Regions from separate parts of the Gossypium arboreum genome. Here region 1 is linked to region 2. The links are chromatin contacts, called in public Hi-C maps. All regions are on one chromosome and are shown on one strand. The core of a region is the stretch at or near the end of the contact, and the rest is flanking DNA. Distances in the headings are between cores, read along the strand shown. Region 1 holds the start of LOC108489627 (squamosa promoter-binding-like protein 7). Region 2 holds the start of LOC108487474 (histidine-containing phosphotransfer protein 1-like).

Region 1 (4,262 bases), core at 151-2,650, 210 kb after region 2:
AGATCGAAGCAGATTCTAGAAAACAAGTGCGGCGGAAGGCACGTAGCTGTGATTGTAGAAAGTTGTAGAGAGAACCTTAGAGTGCTAAGTTTGCCAAAAAATCAAAAAGTCCCAAATGAAACGTTCAAACCTTTATTTATAAATGGTTATGAAAAGAAAGTGGGCATAAACTCGTTAAAATGATGGGTAGTAGGAAAAGTAAATTATACAGACAATGGGTATAAAAACAGTTGCATAAAAATTACACCCACTTAAAATATTTTAGATAGCGAGAACAATTTTTAAGTGCAAATGCAAGAAAAAAGGAGGTAACACTTTTATTCCACAGAAATGTTAAAAGAAATAAAACTTATTAACATTTTCTATATATGAGCCTTCAAGCCATGCTCTCTAGGAGATCCAAAAAATGAAACAACTCAATAATTCTGCCAACCTCTTCCCATTTCCTAAAGTGCAGTTAACGATTAATAGAGTAATTAGTTAAAAAAAATCATCTACATATACAAACTATGAAACTAAGCATTGAATTTCATAATGAAAACAAAAACCTTCAAAAAATTTCAATAATAAAGCCTAATTTATAAGTAGATAGACTTGTGTTTAGCCTAAAATTTGAGAAGCAACCGGGGGAGGGGGGGATATAGCAGAAGAACAAGAAAATAGTGTAAAATAGAGCTTACTTGCCACACTGTTGGCAATATCTCTTGGTTTCTCCATCGATCAAAACGGTGCTGGAGTTGGCGCATCGTAGACAAATTCTATGCCTCCTGTGATAACCTTTAAGCTCGCTAATATCCACTTCGCAACCCGGAACTTGGCATCGACACGTCCCCGACCCGACTCGACCGGTTCGGGCCCTCTTTTTCCCCGGCGCCCCCGCCTCTTCCTCTTCAAGCTTCTCGACTTGGGCATCGATCTCGGGGCACGCACAGGGGACCCGACCAGCTATGAAATTCGAACAAGTCATCCTCGGGTCCCGCTTCCGTACACGATCGGGCGCCGGAGCTGTATTGGGATCGCCAGCCAGAGCGTCTAAAGGAGGAGGAGAGAAACCATAGTCGTCAAAGGAAATGGGTAAGTGATCGTCAGAAGTTAATTCGAGGAGATCATTCCAGTCCCAAACGGAGGAAGTCAGTTCAGGTCCGGTCACCGGAAAGTCCATTTTACGATTCTCAGACCGATGATCGCCACGAGGCGTTTGCGTAGCAGGAGATGGATCTTGGTCCATAATATAAAAAAATCCCCAAAGTCCATACGATTTGGTTATTTTGGTGGTTGGATTGGTTGACGGGAAAAAGGGACAAAATCAACGGGTCGGTCGGGTCATATCGATACCCGGAGTTTTTTATTAACATTAGGTGGCGACTCGTATCGAAGATTCCAGCTCTTTATTTTTATTTTTTTCTGGGTTAATGCCATGATATGTCCTCAAATTACAGTGTACATTTCAAATTAATCTTTAAACTTCAAATCGCTCCAATTGAGTTCAGTTATGAAAGTGTCACTATCATAACCAATTTACTCATTAACTTGGATATTAAATTATAGCTCAAATTTGACATGTAATGTATTTAAGACACATGTATACTTATTTAAATCTAATATTGTAAAAATATATTCTAAATTTTTATTGACATTGCTTTTTATTTTTAAATTCTTTTCCAAATCCGAACTAATATTTAACTTATAAATCAATGTCTAGACTGATGGAAAACCACTTTGAATTTCAATTATAATATTTTGAAGTTTATAGATCAATTTAGAATATATACAATAGTTTGGGGATGTTTTGTAAAAAAACCCTTTGTGTTTTAAATCATTTCTATTTTTACCATTTTTGAGTCATGGGAAATGACGAAAATGTGGTTATTGTGGCGACATCGTATATAAGGGTGTGACGCGCCTGGGAAGGACACGCGGAGGGTGGAGCCGTGAAGGGTATACGTGGGGAGGAAAGCGCGTGGGATAGGAAGGTGGAGAATTGTTGTCGAAATTAGATGAAGCGGCGAGATGATGACATGTCTTGTTCCAAAAAAAGGGGATATTTATAAGACAATAATAAGCTCAGAACCGATTCACCAAAGTCAAATCTCAAAAGTCACGCATTTTTATGGTTTTGCTTTCCCCTCAATGCTGTCTTAAAACTGTTTGCACTGTACCTTTTCATTCAATTTAATTCTAAGATGCCTTGTATATTTTTGTTGAGAATAGAATTGTAGTATCTTATCCTGTAATCATCATATCTTAATAAACAAATTTAAGTTGAAATTAAAATATATATATATATATATATATTATGTCCAATCAAATCATGGTTGTCGTTACCATAAATAAAGAATTGATGATTCAAAATGTGATTTGAAAGTTTTCATTTTTATAATTCAAAACTTGGAAATCTGTTTATTTGCCTTTGAAGCAATTATTATTAATATGTAAGTCGGTTTTACCAGTGAGAATTTTGAATTTTTTAATTATGCTGTTCAGTTTATTTGAAATAAAAAAAAACCAAAATTTTATTTATTATCTCTCATAAAGACAAAAATACAACATTCTTTCACTAGAATTTAGAATTAATGAAATAATTATATAGCTAACCTATCTGCATTTGAGGTTAGATACACCCTTTAAATTAGAAACATAATTGCTTGATATATTTCATCATAAATCAAATGATAATTGGTGAATAAATCAGCTTAATTAGAAAATATATTTTGTTATAAAATTTAACTTTTACGCCTAGTTAGGAGTTATGTATATGGGAGTTATGTGTATGGGAAAGATAATTCAGGCCGATTATTTAGGATGTGCTCAACATGCTGAAAGGGTTTACATCCTGTCCTTTCGAATTCGTAGCGAAAGAAGGTAATGTTACTACGCATGTGATGGCATCCGAAGGTATGAAACATTCGGAAGATTATTTTTGAGTTAAAGAAGCTCCACTTAAGGTTTTGGAACTAGTCAATCTGGATTGCCATTTTCACCAATCACCGTAGTCCCCTCCTCTTTTTTTGAAGTTCTTGGTTGAGAAATGTGGTCTTTCTTGAGGAATCTCAACCCTAGTCTCTGATTGATGCCACTGTTTGCCAGTTATGGAAGTTTTGGCCATTTTTGGTTTGCTTTTTTCGTTGAGTTTGGAAGTCGTTTCTTGTAAATTTTGTGTTTAGTTTTCCTAAGTTTGTTTTTTATTTTCTACCTAATTTTGTTGTTGCTAATTTTTGTTTTTAGACTGCTGTTTTACTTTGGTTTTGTTTTTTTTTTAGATTTTCAGCCCATGTTTTAATCAAAACGGACTGTTTATTTATAAAAAATGTATCTTTAATATTTTAGTAGAAGGATTATGAATCTCACATTGTTTAAAAATAAAAGGTGAATTTATACAGAGGCAAATTTAGGAGCTGACAGAAGTCCTACTCCCCTTAAAATGAGAAATTAGTATTTAAGCTCTTTAAAATTTTAAATTAATAAAAATAAAATTATATTTTAACCCCTTAAAATTATAAAAAATTAATTTAATCTTTTAAAAATTATAAAAATATAGACTGTTAAAAAATAAGATTTCATTCGACCCCTCCTAAAACAATTTTCTAATTTCACCCTTGAGTTTATATAAAAACCCATTTGTTAGCTACAGAAGGCTTGAGAAATGGGAAACATAGAGATATGAATAGTGGGGTACCTGGTTACGTCGAGGAGCTAGTGGAAAGAGACCGATAGAGGAGTGTGAATGTCTTATGTGCGTTGTGTCAATCTGCATTCTGGGATAGTTGAAAAACATGGGAGAGGAAAGAGGGACGGTAGATGAAAAGTTTTTTTGAAGGTTAGGAAGGTGTGATAATTAATGGAGTTATTTTACAATTTTTTTTTTCAGGAGTCGTGACTATCTTGTTGCTGATGGCTTGGATGCTTCTAAAGCAAACTCCTTCTACTGAGTTTGGGTTGTTCTTGAGTTGGCTCATTTTTATTTGTATTGGATTTCTTTCTGTTTTGGGGCTTTGTTTTTTAGATTTTAATAATAAAATCCAGCTAAATTATCTCAAAAAAAAATAAAAACAAAGATAGTAGAACCTTGGGTTTGTATAAAAATCTATGCTGTAAGTCTTATTTGCACCAAACTAAATATTAAATTTTTCATTTGATTTTTTCTAAATTTTGGAATATTGGAAAATGTAACTAAATATTAGGTTAGTGGTGTTGTCGCCATTGATATTTTACAAATCAAAACTTACATTGTGTTTGTTGAAAAATTATTTATTTATAAAAAA
Region 2 (4,197 bases), core at 114-2,613:
TTATCGTCGAATGGATACTTAAATTCAATATGTTCCTCTTCTAAACAAGACTTTCTTTCCAACCTTTTAAATTGAATTTCTATCGCTTGAAACTTTCTAACTAACTTTTAACTTGATTTGGTATGTTTGAGTCTATCTTTTTTTGATATTTTTATTATCTTTTCTTTGTTTTTGTAAGTGATATTTGGGGCTTGCTAAAGCAATAAACTTTCGTTTTTTTTTTATATATATTTTTGTTTGCTTTGGATGTGGTAATATTTGTTTGTTGGTTCAAGGGAAGGTTTATGAATGGTTTAGTTGTGGATTTTCTTGGTTTACGGTTTTGACTGAAGGGGAAATATGGTGAGTACATTAATGATGTGAGGCTGTTGAGCTGGTTGGTTTAAATGTGAGGGCATGGGGTTAACAGTGGCTTTGCTAGGGTTTGGGCTTGAGTTATTGTTGATATTGTTTGGACTATTAGGTTAGAGAGTAATGGTATGAAGATTGAGTGACCAAAGTGTAAATTTGTAAAGTTATGAATTGTTGAAAAATAAACTTATAATTTTTTGAAATTAAATGACTAAATTATAAACTTACTTATAATTAAGTGACTAAATTATAAATTTACCAGTCTCACATTTGACATTCGTTACCAACTTAACTACCAATAATATACTCACAAATTTATAATTTTTTTAGAAAATGATTAGAATGTAGCTTTATTAGTAATTATTGTTTTTAATTTTCAAGCATATATAATTGGTATATATATTTTCATGATAAATTAAATCTTTATAGGGACACTTTTGATAAAGATAATCTTTATAGAGACACTCAAAATCTACATCTCGGAAAAATAGTTTAGAAAAGTCAAATTTATTATGGATAACATAACTGTCAATAATTTAATTGTGGAAATTCCTAACGTTTCTCATCAACAAATTTATGGGGTCATTATGATATTTTATTATGATAAAATTAAAATGGAAATGTAATCCAGTTATTTATAGCAATAATTTGATGCTACAATAAGTTAATAAATAATAAACATTTAAAATTAAGATATGACAAGTCAGCATGCTATGTCTTTTAAAATATATAAATAATTTCTATACACAGTATACTAATATTTAATTTTTGATAAAGAAATATAAAAAAACAAATAATAATTTCTATACTAATTTAAATTAAAACGCAGTCATTGATAGTAATTTTATAAAATAAAAATTTGTCCTTTTCCTTTTTATGAATAAATAATTTATAATTGAAATATAAAAATTATATTGTAATGATAAATAAAACTTATTTTTAATAAAAGTATATATTGTGATGTGTTGGCAACATAAAAAGGAAATTAACCATAAAATTTCCATTCGTGTTTAAATAATTTAGAAGAGAGAGAGAGAGAGAGAGCAAAATAAAGGAGGGAGTATGATTTTGTAATAGAAAACTGAAAACAGTAATAGCTCAAAAGAAAATAGAGCCAAAGGGTATAACATTAAATTCACATCAAATCCTTTTCAAAGGTTTGCAAAAAAGCATTTATACCCTTTTCTTGGGCCTTTTTTTGTTCTTTATTTTTGTGCTATTATTGCATTTCATTTCATCCCTAAACATCTAAATTTAAGCCACAAGCTTTGAGGTTTTGACCTTTTGTTGGGTCATTAGCTTTGATTAGTGGGAAAAGTTCTTTGTATGTGCAGAGAGAACAAAGGCTAAAGAGAATGGAAGTGGGTCAGATGCAGAGAAGATTGGTGGACTACACAAAATCCTTGTTTATGGAGGTAAAATCCCATTAAAAAAATCAACTTCAAATGTACAAATCTATTAACAAAAATCTCGTTTTTCTTTTGTCCTTGTTTTCTTCTTCTTGTTTTGGTATGTTTGGTTTTTCCTTACTTTTGTACCTTTTTATTTTTTTTGTTGGGACAAGGGTTTCTTGGATGCTCAGTTTTTGCAGCTTCAACAGCTTCAAGATGAGAGCAACCCAGATTTTGTTGTTGAAGTTGTGTCTCTTTTCTTTGATGATTCAGAGAAACTTCTTAATGATCTCACCATGGCTTTGTAAGAAACTCACCTTTTCCTTTTGTTTTCTGCCATGGATGTTTTTTTTTTCTTCATTAAACATGTCTTTTTTCTTATACAGAGATCAGCCAAGTGTAGATTTCAAAAAAGTTGATGCTCATGTTCATCAATTGAAGGGTAGCAGTTCCAGGTTCAAAGCCTTAGAACAATATGATCCCATAGTTTCATTACAAAAGTTGACTAAACTTGTTAGATCTAACCATTCTAGAAAAACAAGGCTAAAAAACATGAAAAATGAACAAAATCTTGAAATGTTCAAGTTGTTTGATTAAACAATCAATTGTTCTTTGTGTGTGTGTGTCAACAGCATTGGTGCACAGAGAGTTAAAAATGCTTGCATTGCTTTTCGTAGCTTCTGCGAGGAGCAGAACATCGATGCGTGAGTCTCTTTACTTCACTCTAGTTTTTCGTTTTATCATATATTATAGATTTCGATACGATGTTCTTGAAAACATTGCAGGACACTGAGATGTCTTCAACAAGTGAAACAAGAGTATTACCTTGTGAAGAACAAGCTTGAAACTATGCTCAGGGTTAGTGCACTAGTTTTTTGCTTAAAGGAAATAGTTGTACTTAAGTTATAAAACCACTTTTTCTTATGCTTTTCTTTTCCCGGTTAACGCAGTTAGAGCAGCAAATCGTGGCGGCTGGTGGGTCGATTCCGATGATTGAACTGGGTTTTTGAGGACCATAAACATGAAGGGGGGAAAGAATGATTTTGGGGGTGGTTTATACAATAGGAACATATGGTGTTTAAGGTTTCTCTTTTTTATTTAATCTTACCAGTGAGTTTGTGATTGTTTGATGTTCATGAAAGAAGAGATTTCATACTAGTTTCACTCCAAATAACTTCTAAAAGAACCTTTCTGTTGATAAATTTCCTCTTCAATTAATACTGTTTCTTCCATGAATGTGAACTATTGTTCCAGTTGGTGAACACTGGAATTGCTTCTAGATTTGTAATGCTATTCGTTGCTCTCGTGTTTATCGACAATATCTATGCATGTAGTGTAGGAATATCGATAAAATGATGTTAACAGTGCATGAGACACTCCGTAGGGGGGGCGGGGTTCGATATTGCTAAATGCTGAATTGCTGGCACATAATCCCCCAAAGTAGGGTTATGGCCATCATCATTGTTTTAGTTGTCTGAAGTTTTTACCCCTTGATTCCATTTCCTACTAAAGTTTCCCCCTTGTGGAAAAATATCCCAGGAGACATGAGCAAAGCTTGTCTTTTCTTGCCATGTTCCACATTTAACTGTCGTTTCTTCTATTATAACTGTTATTAGTCAATTATAGAAAAAAGAAACAAAAGAACTGTTGTTAGTCCTGGAGGACAATAACATGTTGGCATTAGTGGTTCAAAGATATAAACTGGCAACAAGAGAATTGTGGGGTTTTGATTTGATTATTTAAGTGGCAGACAAATGTTACTACGGTTCATGATGTCTTTCACAAAATGTTAACCATAAATCTGTTGGGACCGTCTCTTTGTCGGCTGCCAATATATCAGATTTAACCATAAAGCCGTTTGATTTGGTGTATTCCACACTGTTCTTTATTCATCATAGCTCCCTAATACAGCGGACCGGTTTTGACTACCCAATTGATCTGCAAATAGATTGTAATAAGCCGTAGTGTCGACATTTTTCAATATTTTTGCTGATTTTCCTTGCTTGTCGTTGATCAAAATCTGTCCATCCATGGATTCAACACCTTCAGCAATCACTTTGATTGGCATTTCTCCAATGGTAGGTTTCAGATTGTGATGATCTCCACCCATGAATATTGCACCAATGATTTCACCCATGAATGTTTCCTGCAAATGAAAAAGAGATTCAATCTTCATTCGCGAATGTTCATTTTATTCATAAGATCACAAAACGTTACCATATGGCGATATCAATGAAGAGTTTGCTGCAAAGCGTAAAGCTTGAACAATAGACGCTTGACGAACTGAACTTCAGGACTAATACTTGCCAGGTTCAGCCTCTCTAAGATCTCTGGAAACAGACTGACTTTACGCTGAGTGGAATGAGTGTGATGTTAATCCTGATTCGAAAACTGACTTTGCGGAAAACGAATGGAGGAACATTGAATTCGGCATACTTGTTTGAAGGAATGCTGA

Evidence for each region. Hi-C and Micro-C count contacts between places; a contact is called where the count stands out from the background.
Region 1: a contact with region 2 is called in a Hi-C map of leaf, with 2.7 times the contacts expected there. The contact joins the promoter of LOC108489627 here to the promoter of LOC108487474 in region 2. A contact is called at or near these places in 2 of 5 Hi-C or Micro-C datasets (both in leaf).

What each region holds. Positions count from the first base shown.
Region 1 is chr10:100,776,760-100,781,021 of ASM2569848v2, forward strand. It overlaps LOC108489627 (squamosa promoter-binding-like protein 7), which reads right to left and starts at 1,401. Exons shown (of 10, transcript XM_017794296.2): 1 at 681-1,401. The coding sequence starts at 1,228.
Region 2 is chr10:100,567,548-100,571,744 of ASM2569848v2, forward strand. LOC108487474 (histidine-containing phosphotransfer protein 1-like) reads left to right here and starts at 1,364. Exons shown (of 6, transcript XM_017791828.2): 1 at 1,364-1,766; 2 at 1,916-2,046; 3 at 2,129-2,197; 4 at 2,375-2,446; 5 at 2,528-2,600; 6 at 2,693-2,978. The coding sequence starts at 1,707. The coding sequence ends at 2,752.